2 separate regions of the Capsicum annuum genome follow, and region 1 is linked to region 2. A link is a contact called in public Hi-C data. All regions are on one chromosome and are shown on one strand. Each heading gives the region's core, a stretch centred on a gene start, on an enhancer-like site or on the middle of the called end of the contact. The rest is flanking DNA. Distances are from core to core; before and after follow the strand shown.

Region 1 (6,539 bases), core at 1,833-4,332, 43 kb after region 2:
CTTGTTTGATAATTAGGTTCTTTTGCCACAACTTTTAGCTATACTTTTGGTTATTTTTGTATAATCTTTTTAATTGATTCTAGATTTTCTTGGGCTCATTTGGAAATTTTGGTACTTTTGGAAAAGTAGATCTGTTACATAACTCTGCCCTTTTGACATACTCCCTCCGTCTCATTTTACCTATCATTTTTTATAAATCAAGAAGAGATAAATTTTTTTTCATGTTTTACCCTTTGCATTAATTACCTTTTCTTCAAATTAAAATATAAACATCATTTAATAGGGGTACTATGGTAAAATTGTCATGTTATTAAATATTTTTTTAATCAACGTGTCAAATTAATTTAGAACAAGTAAAATGAGATGGAGGGAGTAGCTTTAAGTGTATGCAAATTATGTGTGAATGAAACTTCTAGGTATACCTCATATCAAATTAGAAAAGTGAGAGAGAATTCAATTGCGTAAACAATTTGAACTTGTAGAACTTATTAGTGGGTGTTTGAATTGACTTATTTTTAGGTGCTTTTAGCTTTTAAGCACTTTTTCAATTTTGATAGTTTTTGGCAAAGTAAAAAAAAGTGCTTTTAAGCACTTAATTTTAAGCCAAAAAAGTGTTCATAAGCCAAAAGCCAAAAGTAGGGTAATACCAACTCATGACTTTTAGCTTTTTGCTTATAAGCTACTTATTAAAAGTCAATCCAAACAGGCGGATGTACAATAGATATTTGAGTGTTTGATATTTACTTTTTGTTCAAGTATAAAATCTTTTTTGTTGTCTTATTTCTTGATATGAAATATGTTATTGCAGGCAAGACGTCAAGGAGAGCAATTTCTATGGTTTCAAAGAAAAATGGCAATGAAGTTGTGCTCAAGTTTATGGAGGCTCTTGACATTAGAAATAAAATTGAAAATTAACAAGAAATATTATAGTATATTAGTAGTTGTGTTTCTTTTGGGCAAAATGAGTGCTAGATGATCTCTAAATGATTGTACTTTTTAATCTCAGACCATATATTTTTGTTGCAGTAAATTCTCTTTTACTATTTAATAGTTGATAGAGTTTTTTCTTCATGTTTTTAAGTATTCTAAAGTTGATGTTGAGTTGGTTCAAACAACAACATTTTTATTACATGATCTCGCTTCTTGCTATATTTTTTTTTTTTTAGATGTGACTTTACAACTCTAACATTATCATTAAGGTGTATCGCATGTATTATATCATACTTTTGTTTTATTAACTTACTCATATAATAATTATAATAATTTTTATATATATTAGTTTTCTTTAAAAATTTTATTTTAAATCTTATTTTATTAATTATAGAATTAAAAATTTATAGGAGCTATGCCCCGTGAGATTCGTGGAACTTACATTTCATATCTCTGGACTTATGTCTTGCCCCATGCTACGTGAAATGTCTCGCTTCACTCTCCCACCTTTTAAAACACTTCTATATACAAATATAAGAATGTGTAGTTAAAAAAGCAATTGTTATCAAAAAATATTATGAAATGATTGTTATCCCCTTATCTTCATTAAAATTTTCAGATTCTAGTCTAGAATGAAGAAACATTTTAATAGGACCATGCTTTCCTCTTTAATTAATGCATGACACGAATTTTGATTAATTAGGCTAATGATTATGAAGTACAGGAAAGTTCAAACAAAGACCAAGTCCTACACGTTTGTCATTTATGAAATCAACAATTATTCTACCAGTGCTTCACTGGATCTTTTCTAATTTCTTTCAGTAGTTGATCCCTTTTATTTCTGAGGTGAATAATATCAATTAAAAACGAAAAAAACAAAAATTAGATGCGATATATATGACTTGACCCCAAAAATTTCAATACATTAGACTTGGTAAAGTAAGGTCTAATCCTTTTTATTTGTAATTATTTACATTGAGATTTTTATTTTGTAATTATTTATATTGAGGTTTTTATTTTATTATTAGTTAAAGATAACTAGACACTTTGTTTAGTGGTATAAATTTACCAAAAAAATACTTAATTTCAATAAATTTATGGTAATCAAAAATCTTAATAGCCGCGGTTGACTGACTATCTAATTTTTCACCTTATTGATAAAGGTTTAATTCTCTAATTTATATAATTTTCTCCCCTATTTCCCTTTCCCCTACCCCAATCTATTTTTAATAAAAAATTATACTTATAGTCTTAGGTTACTTAACATTTAATTGCAGGAAACTCCTTGGAGTAAGTGTGCAACAGAGCAGGTAATTTGAAAAATATAATCTCTTTAATTAAGACAGACTTTTTTGAATAAAAAAAATCAGTAAAATTGTTAATATACCGACCAAAAGAATTAGAATAATATTTTTTTACCCCAATAAAAGATTGATGTCACATTTTACTTTTATGTGCTATTTAAAAAAATTATAAATAAATAAAAAAATTCTTGAACCCCTTTCTAGGAGCTCGCTCTTTTGCTCTCTTGATGACTCGAATTCACAATTCCATAATTGAAAGTGAGAGGTGTTTATCACCCAAGCAACTTCCTCATAACAATAAAAAATACTTTTCACTAATTTACCCATTAATTTTAAGAAAAAAAGCAAAAATGTTAATCAATTCTATTTTGATTCAATAAACTAATACACATTCGTCTTTACTCGTACATATTTAACTTGACACACCCTTTACAAAACAACAAATAAAAGGGTAATAATAATACAGTACCCCTACTAATTATCAATCATCTTTTTTTTTGTCTAATCAAACTTTTGGGGTTTTATTAATTAATCAAACGAAAAATCAATACATGACTCGATCGACACAAATCCGAAAACCAACACCAAAAACAACAAAAAGACCAAATGCAGCCCACCTATTTTATTACATATACCCTTTATCCTAGGATTTCCAAATCCATTCCACCTAACACTCTTCATCTCCTGCCCTAGAACATCTAAGAAATATCACCACTATGGAGTCTTCAATTTATCTTTCTTCTGCTTTGAATCATCAACGTGGCTCCTTTGTTGTCTCTTGCTTGATGTATTATCAGCTTGCAGAAGAATATTCCTCTTTCTATTCTTATTCTCTATCGTCTTTTCATCATTTCTCCGCTCCTCATTAATCTTTCTTTGTTTCAGCCGTGCTATTTAGTGAATGAGGCATGTTTCATCTTTTTGGGCTTTGTTGAGAGATTATGTCTACTGGGATTGATTAACTTCACTACATAAGCTTAAAGTCTTCAACTCATCTTCCTTGTGAGTGTACCCTACTAATATTGTCCTTCTGCAGATATAGCTAGTATGGAGATACTGAAATGCTCAAAACCACAAGTATTTGGACTTTTTCTACTATTTTTTCCTTAAAAAATTTTGCTCTTTCTTATTTTATTCATTTATGTGAAAAATTAATTACACATTAATTCTTTCATTACCGTTTTTGAGAGTTGAAAGGTCATGGAACCAAACACATTCTCATAAATCCTTTATACCTATAGTTCCACCCCACATGGATGCTCATCTTTTGCAAACTGAAAATGCTCACCCAGATGAACTGGATGAAGAATTTGATATATTCCCACCTTTCCTGCCAATAGACGTCGTTAGAATGAGGTATGATCGGCTGAGGAGCGTGGTTGGTAGGGTGCAAACTGTAGTTGGAGATTTGGCAACACAAGGTAAAAGGGCTCTTGCCATACTAAGCTGGCGGGATCCAAGGGCTACTGCTATATTTATAATCCTTGCATTGATCTGGGCTGTGTTTGTGTATGTTACTCCATTCCAAGTAATTGCAGTCCTCAAGGCCTTTACTGGTTGCCCTATCCATGATTCAGGAGCAAGCTGCCGTCAGTACCTGTAAACCTCTTCAAGATATTACAATCCAAGTCTTATATGCTTTTGTGAGGTACTGATAAATTTTCACCTTATTCAAGTTGAAGTATGTATTCTAGTTGTAAAATAGAGAGATGGGTTCAATGAATAAGTGGGACAAAAGTACTTGCTATCTAATACAGAAATTTATCGAATGTGTGACTTAAGTTATAAGATCGCTGATGTGACGTTCTCTAAAATCTAGAATTCTATTTATCTTTTTTTCCTCATTTTTGGGGGACTTTTTCTACTATTTTTTTCTTGAAAAATTTCCCTCTTTCTCATTTTATTCAAAAATTAACATAGTGCTGGAAGGAATTCAACTGTCAACGACCAAAGTAGATGGTGAAACTTGAAGAGATTGAAGTAATTAGAGAGATATTTGCATTGATGGACTGTCATGGTGATGGAAAAATAACATATGATGAACTAAAGGTTGGACTTAGAAAAGTAGGTTCCCAGTTGGCAAAAGCAGAGATGAAGTTGCTGATGGATGTGGTAAATATTCCTGTCCATTTAAACATGCTGAGACAGTATTCACGTTCTATCTTTTGGTTGGTTTTATGAGATTAATTTGCAAGTTTTATATGGAAAAAGTATGAAATTGTTTCTATTTTTACGGCCTATAATCCTATTTATCTATTTTGTGTTTTTTTAAAAGACATTAATTTAACCTTAAATCAAGAACCATCATTAATGCTATTAATGATAATTATATCAGGTCCTTAATCACCCTTTTCCTTTCTTTGTTCTTTTTATTTATTTTTTATTTATTCAATCAAGAAATTAGTTATCATATAATATAATTTTTTTTTTGTGAGTTTTTTTTGCAACTTTTTTATATAACATATTAACTAAATTACTTTAAAAATTGTAAAAGGAATGATAACCATTATTAGCTTGACTTTAAATTGTGAATTTTTGTTTTAGGAATTTAAAGAGGCTGCAAAAATAATTATTAGCATTTATCATAACATAAATAAGGCAACACTTATTGGAGCATTTTTTTTTTTTTGTGTGTTTTCCAAGGTATTCCCACCTGTTCCTACAGAGCACTAAGCGATAGAAAATTTGCCACAGAGTTTTTTCCATTCACCAGGTGGGGATCGAACCCCCAACCTCTTGCTTATGAGACTAATCCTCTGTTCCTACTGTCAGAGCACTAAGCGATAGAAAATTTGCCACAGAGTTTTTTTCATTCACCAGGTGGGGAGATCGAACCCCCAACCTCTTGCTTAAGGGGTGAGGTGCTAAACCACCACAGTAACCCTTGTGGTTGACATTATTAGCATTTTTATACTAAGTTATAAGATGTAGAGTTTGTAAAGTAATTAATTTACAAATTGAATGTGTAAATAAGCCTTGAGGTAATTAAAATCTTTTATTTAATATATACTTAATAAATAATGAGTTGATTTTTTACTTGGTCATTAACAAAATTATATCACTTTTCATAAATTTTTCTCTATTTTCTATTTCTAAGGCCTGAAATACTATTTATTTATTTTGTGATTTTTTTGAGATTTTTTCTAATTTTAAAAGACATGAATTTCACCTTAAATCAAGAACCATCATTAATGTTATTAATGATAATTATATTATTTCCTTAATCACCCCTTTTTCTTTCTTTGTTCTTTTTATTTCCTTTTATTTATTCAATCAAGAAATTGGTTATCATATATAATTTTTTTTGTGAGTTTTTCTTCCAATTTTTTAATATAATATATTAACTAAATTACTTTAAAAATTATAAAAGGGGTGGTAAACATTAGCTTGACTTTAAATTAGGAACGTGAGAATTTTTTTTTTTTTAGGAATTTAAAGAGGCTGCAAAAAGAATTATTAACATTTATCGTAACATAGATAAGGCAACATATATTGGAGCAGTCAACTGTCAATGTAACCTTTCATGTTTATAACCTTCAAAATTGATATATAAATTTATAATACTTCTCTCTATAAATAATTGACAATCTTTCACTAAAACTCTTAACTTCCCCCTTTAATTATCTTTATTAGTTTTGTTTTTAATAATAATCATAATTGTCAGCGTAACCTTTCATATTTATAACCTCCAAAAATTGATGTATAAGCTTATGATATCTCTCTCTATAATTGTCAACCTTTCACTAATTTAGATGGTTCGATTTGAAGCTATACGTTTATTCACCTATTTAGATTTTAAAATATTATTAAAAATTACTTTTTAGTTAATATTAAAACTTAAATTTTCTTCTTTGCATATTGAATTTGTAGGAAAAAAAATAATTGTGAAATGAAATTGTCTTTCTCCTTTGTTAAAGAGAAGTAAGAAAACATTTTTATTACGTATTATGATTAGAAAAATATAAAATGCATAAGAAATAAGTAACTATAGGATAATGAAAAAGTTTGGTCTCATAATAGATTGAAACTATTTTTTAAAATAAAATAATATTGTAGTGGAAGAAAAAAGTTAAATAGATATATTAGAAGACTTTTGGGTTCTTTAGAATACGGTTCATACAAAAAGTGCTCATAAATAATATTTTCTCCATTGCATTTCAATTTGTCATTTTACTAAAAAAAAATATCTCATATTAGTTGTTCACTTAATAAATTAAGCTAGAATTAATCAATTTTTCTCACTTTACCCTACAATTAATAATAGACATTAAATGTGAACAATTATGCATAATTTCATTTTCATTC
Region 2 (6,165 bases), core at 2,513-5,012:
AATTTGCTCAAAGTTCCTACAGCATAATCAATATCTGGCCTGGTACAATGCATGACATACATAAGACTCCTAACAATATGATAATATGTCAATTGATCAAGAATATCACCAGAGTTTCATACTAATTTAATGCTAGGATCAAATGGTGTAGGAGCAGTCTTGTCGTCAAAATGACCAAATCTCTTTAGAACCTTCTCAATATAACTTGATTGAGTAAAACCACTTGCCGATCTTACAATTTTGATGCCTAAAATTACATCAGCTTCTCCAACATCTTTCATTTCAAACTGAAAAGCAAGAAAATATTTTGTTTCTTTGACTCTTTCGATATCAGTTTCAAAGATCAACATGTCATCTACATAAAGACATATTATAACACCAGAATTTTCTTAAAATTTACTAAATATGCAGATATCTCCACCATTGATTAAGTAGCTATTAGAAATCATAGCTTTTCTAAATTTATCGTGCCATTATTTTGGAACTTGTTTTAATCCATAAAGAGATTTAAGAAGTTTACAAACTTTATGTTCTTGACCAGGATTGACAAATCCTTCTGGTTGTTTCATGCAGACTTTTTCATCTAGATCTTCATTCAGGAATGTAGTTTTCACATCCATCTGATGAATCACAAGACCATGAATTGCTGCTAGAGCAATCAAGAGACGAATAGAGGTCATCCGAGCTACAGGTGCAAAAGTATCAAAACAATCAATATCTTTCAATTGAGTAAAGCCTTTAGCTACCAAACGGGCTTTGTACTTATCTAAAGTACCATCGAATTTCATTTTCTTCCTAAAAATCCGTCGGCAACCAATTGGTTTACATCTATGAGGAAGATCTGACAATATTCATATATTATTAGATAATATAGAATGCATTTCATCATCAATGGCTTCACGCCAAAATGGAGCATCATGTGAAGACATAGCTTCAGCATGACTTTCAGGATCCTTTTCAACCAAATAAGCTTTAAAACCAGGTCCAAAGTCTTTTGATTTGGCTGATCTTGAACTACATCTTGATTAACTTTCTTCTAATGGCTCAACTATTTTCCTTTTAAGAGGAGAAATAGAAGAACTTGAATCTTGTTCAAAAGAATCTTTTTTCTTGGGATATATATGCTCAAATTAGCATGTAAAGATTCAATAATTGTATGAGGACTTGGGGTCTCAAGATTTAAAAATCTATAAGCCTTACTGGTTTGTGAATAACCAATAAACACACAATTTACTCCTCTACAGCCAATCTTGGTTAAATGTTGATTTGGTAATCGAACATGAGCCAAACAACCCCATACTTCAAAATAATTTATATTTAGTTTTCGATTATTCCAAAGTTCATATGGAGATGTATCATAATTCCTGAAAGTAATTCTATTCAAAATATGACATGCTGAAAGCAAAGCTTCAGTCCATAAATTTTCAAATATACCAGATCCATAAAGTGTAGAATTAACCATTTCTATGAAAGTCCTATTTTTTTTTCTGCTACACCATTTTGTTGTGGTGTATATGACATAGTCAATTGTTTTTCAATGCCTTCCCTCTCACAAAAATCAATAAAACCTGACTTTAAGTACTCTCCTTCTCTATCAGACCTAATTGACTTAATTTTCACACTCAATTTATTTTCAACTTCTGCTTTATATGCTTTGAAAGTCTCAAATGTTTCATCTTTTGTTTTCAATGGAAAGACATAAGTATATCTTGAGTAGTCATCAATAAAAGTGATAAACTACCTCTTTCCACGATATGACAAATAATTCATCTCACAAATATCAGTGTGAATTAATTGTAAAAGTGTGGAAGTCCTTTCAACTGTCTTAAAGGGCTTTTTAGTAATCTTGCATTTACTACAAGTAAGACACTTAGTAGTATGATTCTTTCCACAATCTTTGATTAATCCATTATTCACCATAAGTTGAATGGATCTAAAATTCACATGTCCCAGACGTTCATGTCATAAGTCCAGAGACTCCACAAGATAAGCAGACATATTTTCATTTTCAATATTGAGTTTAAACATTCCATTTGCAACATAACCTTTTCCAAAAAACATGCCATTTTTAGATAAAATAAACTTATCTGCCTCAAAAACTATTTTAAAACCATGCTTCGAAAGAAACGTACCTGACACCAAGTTTTTTTGAATATCAGGAACATGTAATACGTCCATCAATGTAACTATCTTCCCGGAAGTAAACTTCAGTTCAACAGTTCCTTTTCCCACAACTTTAGTAGAGGAAGAGTTTCCCATATATACAATTTTATCGTCCCCCACTAATTCATAAGTCTTGAAAGAATTTCGGTTACCTGATATGTGATGAGTTGCGCCAGTATCTATCCACCATTTCACTTGATCTTCCGCTACAAATGATTCTGTGACTATTGCCACAAGATCATCTTTTCTATTTTTATTTGCTTTTTTTTTTCTTTTCGGCTTTGAGAATTCTACAATCACGCGCATAGTGACCAACTTTGTGACAATGATAGCATTCACCAGATTTAAAATTGACACCATTATGCTTGAAATTTGTAGTCTTCTTTGCCTTTGAAAAATTCTTATTTTCAGGTTCCTTCTTGTTTGATTTTTCTTCAACCATATGAGCTTTCATGACAGGTTCCTTCAAATTATTATTATCGCGCCATCGTGTCTCTTGTTTAATTTGTAAGTGCTGCAACAATTGTTCAAGAGTCAAATCTTCCTTTTTGTGTAAGAGTTTGCTTCGGTACTCTTTTCAAGATGGGGGAAGTTTTGATACAATAGCACCAACATGAAAGTTTTCATCAAGAGCAATTCCAGATATAGCTATTTTATTAGCTATAAGTTGGAATCTTGTACTTGTTCAGTGATTGACTTGTCATCAACCATTTTGAACTCCATATAATTTGAAACGAGAAATTTCTTAGAACTCGCCTCTTCGGCTAAATAAATAACTTGAAGAGTGTTCCATATCTCTTTAGCATATTTGCATTTAACATAATATTGATCATAATATTTGTTAGATATTCCCCCAAGAATATAATTCTTGCACAAATAATCATCATATTGTCATTTGGCAATTTTTTCTTTAATCAAAGTAGCCTCGTCAGATGCTACCTCAGAACCAGGAGAATTAGGACAAGGTTCTTCAAGATCATATGCCAACTTTAATCATTTTAAAAAAAATTCCATCTATCCATGCCATCTAGAAAAGTATTTGCCATCAAATATTTCAAAATTAGGATTAGGCAAAGATGGAATACTATTTGATATTGATGTAGAAGCCATAGAAACAACTATCTTCAAATTGTTAAAATAATAATGATAATTGTACAAGAAATTTAAAATAAAACTTGTTTGGCTTAGAGGCATAATAATACGTTTTTTAAAGATAGTTGGAGTCTCTCCCACGAGCAAACGGAAGAACAAGTGACAACTCTATCTTCGGGATTCAACTAAGCCACAAAATAAGCAGCATTCAAGAATGTTGCTCTTCTATTCTTGAATTGGTGATTCTCTCAAGTGTTTTCCAAGGGGAAGTAGTTTTAAGTGCTTGTCTTTTCAAATCAAAGAAAATAATATTTATAGAATGAAAGTTTCGTGCATGAAAAGTATATTAATTAAGTAATAGTTAATAGGTTCATGTATATTTTAAAATAAAAAATTTCATTCTGTCAAAAACCTATAACATAAAACTTAATGAATAATTAATTTGTCAAATTAACTCAAAACTTTATAAGTGATACATTTGTTTCAATACTAATTGAAATATAACTTTTAAAAATAATTTGTTTCAAAATTTATTGAAACATAACACAGGTGATCTATGGAGCTATGGGGTTGAGGACAGGGATGTTGAGTACGGTAAGGTATTACATTTACGGGGATAATAAGTTAGTCCCCGAATACAACCCCTGATGTAGTTTTAGTTCAGAAATTGAAACGAGGAATATATGATCAGGAATTAATGCATGATATGTCTGAGCAGTTTTATTTTGTTAAAGTAATGTGTATCTTGTGGACTTGGTAGCTGGTTGTTTATGTTATTTCTGTTTTCTTTTAGGAAGTGAGTTGTTGCAGAAATCTTTGTTGAGAGGCAATTGTGTGGATGAGTACTCAAAATGCTATTCTGTAGAACTTAGATGAGCTGCAATTTGGGGATCTTATGCTTGGTTCTATTCATAGAAAGCTTAATTTTTGGGACAAGAATGGTGAGGTAAGTGGCATGGATCAAACTCAATCTGCAATAAGTGAGTCGGGAGAAACTCCTGGAAATCAATCTCACGAGCAGAACCAGGAGCATCAACAGAATGGAGATGCTGAAGACGAAACCCCTCCTCTAAAGAAAATACGCAGGGCTCCAATTTCGGAAGCCAATAGTTTCCTGATGAAACATGTTCACATTCTTCTATTACAGTGGACTATTTTTTTTGTTTGATGAGTTAATAAGTTTATCATTAAAGGCATTAAGAAGATGCAAGTCAAAGGTGGTCAACATGGACGAACTTTCAGGAGTAAATTTTATTGAGATTTTGGATTTGTGAATTGAAAAATTAGGTGCATTCATGCCTAATTGCATTGAAAAGTGTGGTGAGTTTTCATCCGCCGCTTCCTTTTCTTTCCTTGAACTTTCGGTAACTTACCGACCTACCTACCTTTTGGATAGTAAAAAATTCGTGCATTTGTTTGGGAAAAAATTGGTCTCGTTGAGTTGATTTGTGATTCACCAGTACTGAAGTTTTCTGTAGATGAAAATGTTCCAGAGCATTTTTGAACATGTCTGGGTTACCTTAAGGGCAAAATTCCTTCAGAATTTGGTTGTATTCAGTTTGTGTAGGTTTTACAACAATTACATGGTAGTGGAGGATGGCTTACTTTGTTTTGTAATTGATCTGCAGTAAGCTAATTTGGGTAAAATGGATTTGGATTGGCTCAGTTATGGTTGATGGTTGTTGCTACAGGAGTTAGGAAGGACTGCGCTTGCAGTGGTATAACATTTTGACTTCGGTTAATGTTCTTCCGCTCCCTATTGTTAGAGTAAAGTGAACTAGATGTTTCACTGAGGGTCATGTCACGTCTCTATTTAGCCTTCTTCTCAATAGATCTATGAAGAATGTATTTACATAGATTTTCCTGTGCAGATAGTGTCTCACATGAACAAAAGAGGAAGAAAAAATAAAAAAGAAATAGCAGTCGCTTGTGCTACACATTGTGATATTCTGTAGATATATTCTTTGCCAAAAAAAGCCATTTACTGATGTCACATGGCTGTAGATCTCACTGCTATTCATGTTTTGTGCTTTTAGGTTTATCTACTATAGAGTTTTTCCATAGGAATGGCAGGAAGTGTGTCTTTTAATTGACTGAATCTATCCAGCATATTCTCATTATGGATAGAGAACTAGGACATATTAGTACAGTTAACAGTAACATCATTCATATTAATTTTTTGGTGATGGTACTGGATACATCTTTTATCTTTAATGAAGCTAAACAGAGGCTTAACAGAGGATGGTCCACTTTTCTTGTTGTGTTATACTTACAATTATTTTGATTCATCGTGCTTAGAATTCTCGGTTAATCTGTTCTGCTTTTAGTGTTTGCCTTCTTGTTGGAGAATGATGTCTAGTACTATAATTCATCATTCATCTGCTGAACTTCAGCTCTATTTGTTGTTTGATATTAGAACTTTCTCTTCTGTCAAAACATAAAAAGTTAGAACTTTTTGGTCATATAAAAGCTGTATACCAAACTCTAGCTACACCCTTGAAGCTAGTTGATACAACTGTGAGTAAGCTCTTTTCTATAGATCCACATTTTGGGTAACATGAAGTGATTTGATATAGTTTGTTTTTCACCTTTTCTGGAGCCAAACATTTGAAAATATTAGTTGCACCGTATATTTGCAGGAAAAAGTCTGCTAACTGGCCTTGATTTTATCTATATAGCATTGCATTTCTTCCTAATTCTATCATGATTGTTGACCAAATCAGATCAGCATAACAATACTTACGTAGTCACTAAACTACTAAATAAAGCAGGAAGTAGCCTTCATAATTTCTGGTGTATTACTACAGTCCATGATGTTTAGGTATCATAAGAACACATTTTATGTTTATTTCCATTTTCATGCCATGTGTTGTAGTTTATCTGTATTATAGTTTCCTGATAATGTAATTG

What was found. Hi-C and Micro-C count contacts between places; a contact is called where the count stands out from the background.
Region 1: a contact with region 2 is called in a Hi-C map of bud, with 2.5 times the contacts expected there. The contact joins the enhancer-like site here to the promoter of LOC107845892 in region 2. A contact is called at or near these places in 2 of 5 Hi-C or Micro-C datasets (bud and placenta).

What each region holds. Positions count from the first base shown.
Region 1 is chr10:133,299,484-133,306,022 of UCD10Xv1.1, forward strand. No RefSeq gene overlaps it. Among protein-coding and RNA genes, the nearest start is that of LOC124888030, 11 kb to the right of the region's middle. Within about 2 kb of position 3,083, at least 2 of the 5 cell types and tissues checked have an H3K27ac peak or open chromatin away from gene starts, as enhancers often do. A contact at or near this core is called in bud, where this site is marked.
Region 2 is chr10:133,256,107-133,262,271 of UCD10Xv1.1, forward strand. It overlaps LOC107845892, which reads left to right and starts at 3,763. Exons shown (of 6, transcript XM_047398158.1): 1 at 3,763-3,854. The coding sequence starts at 3,820.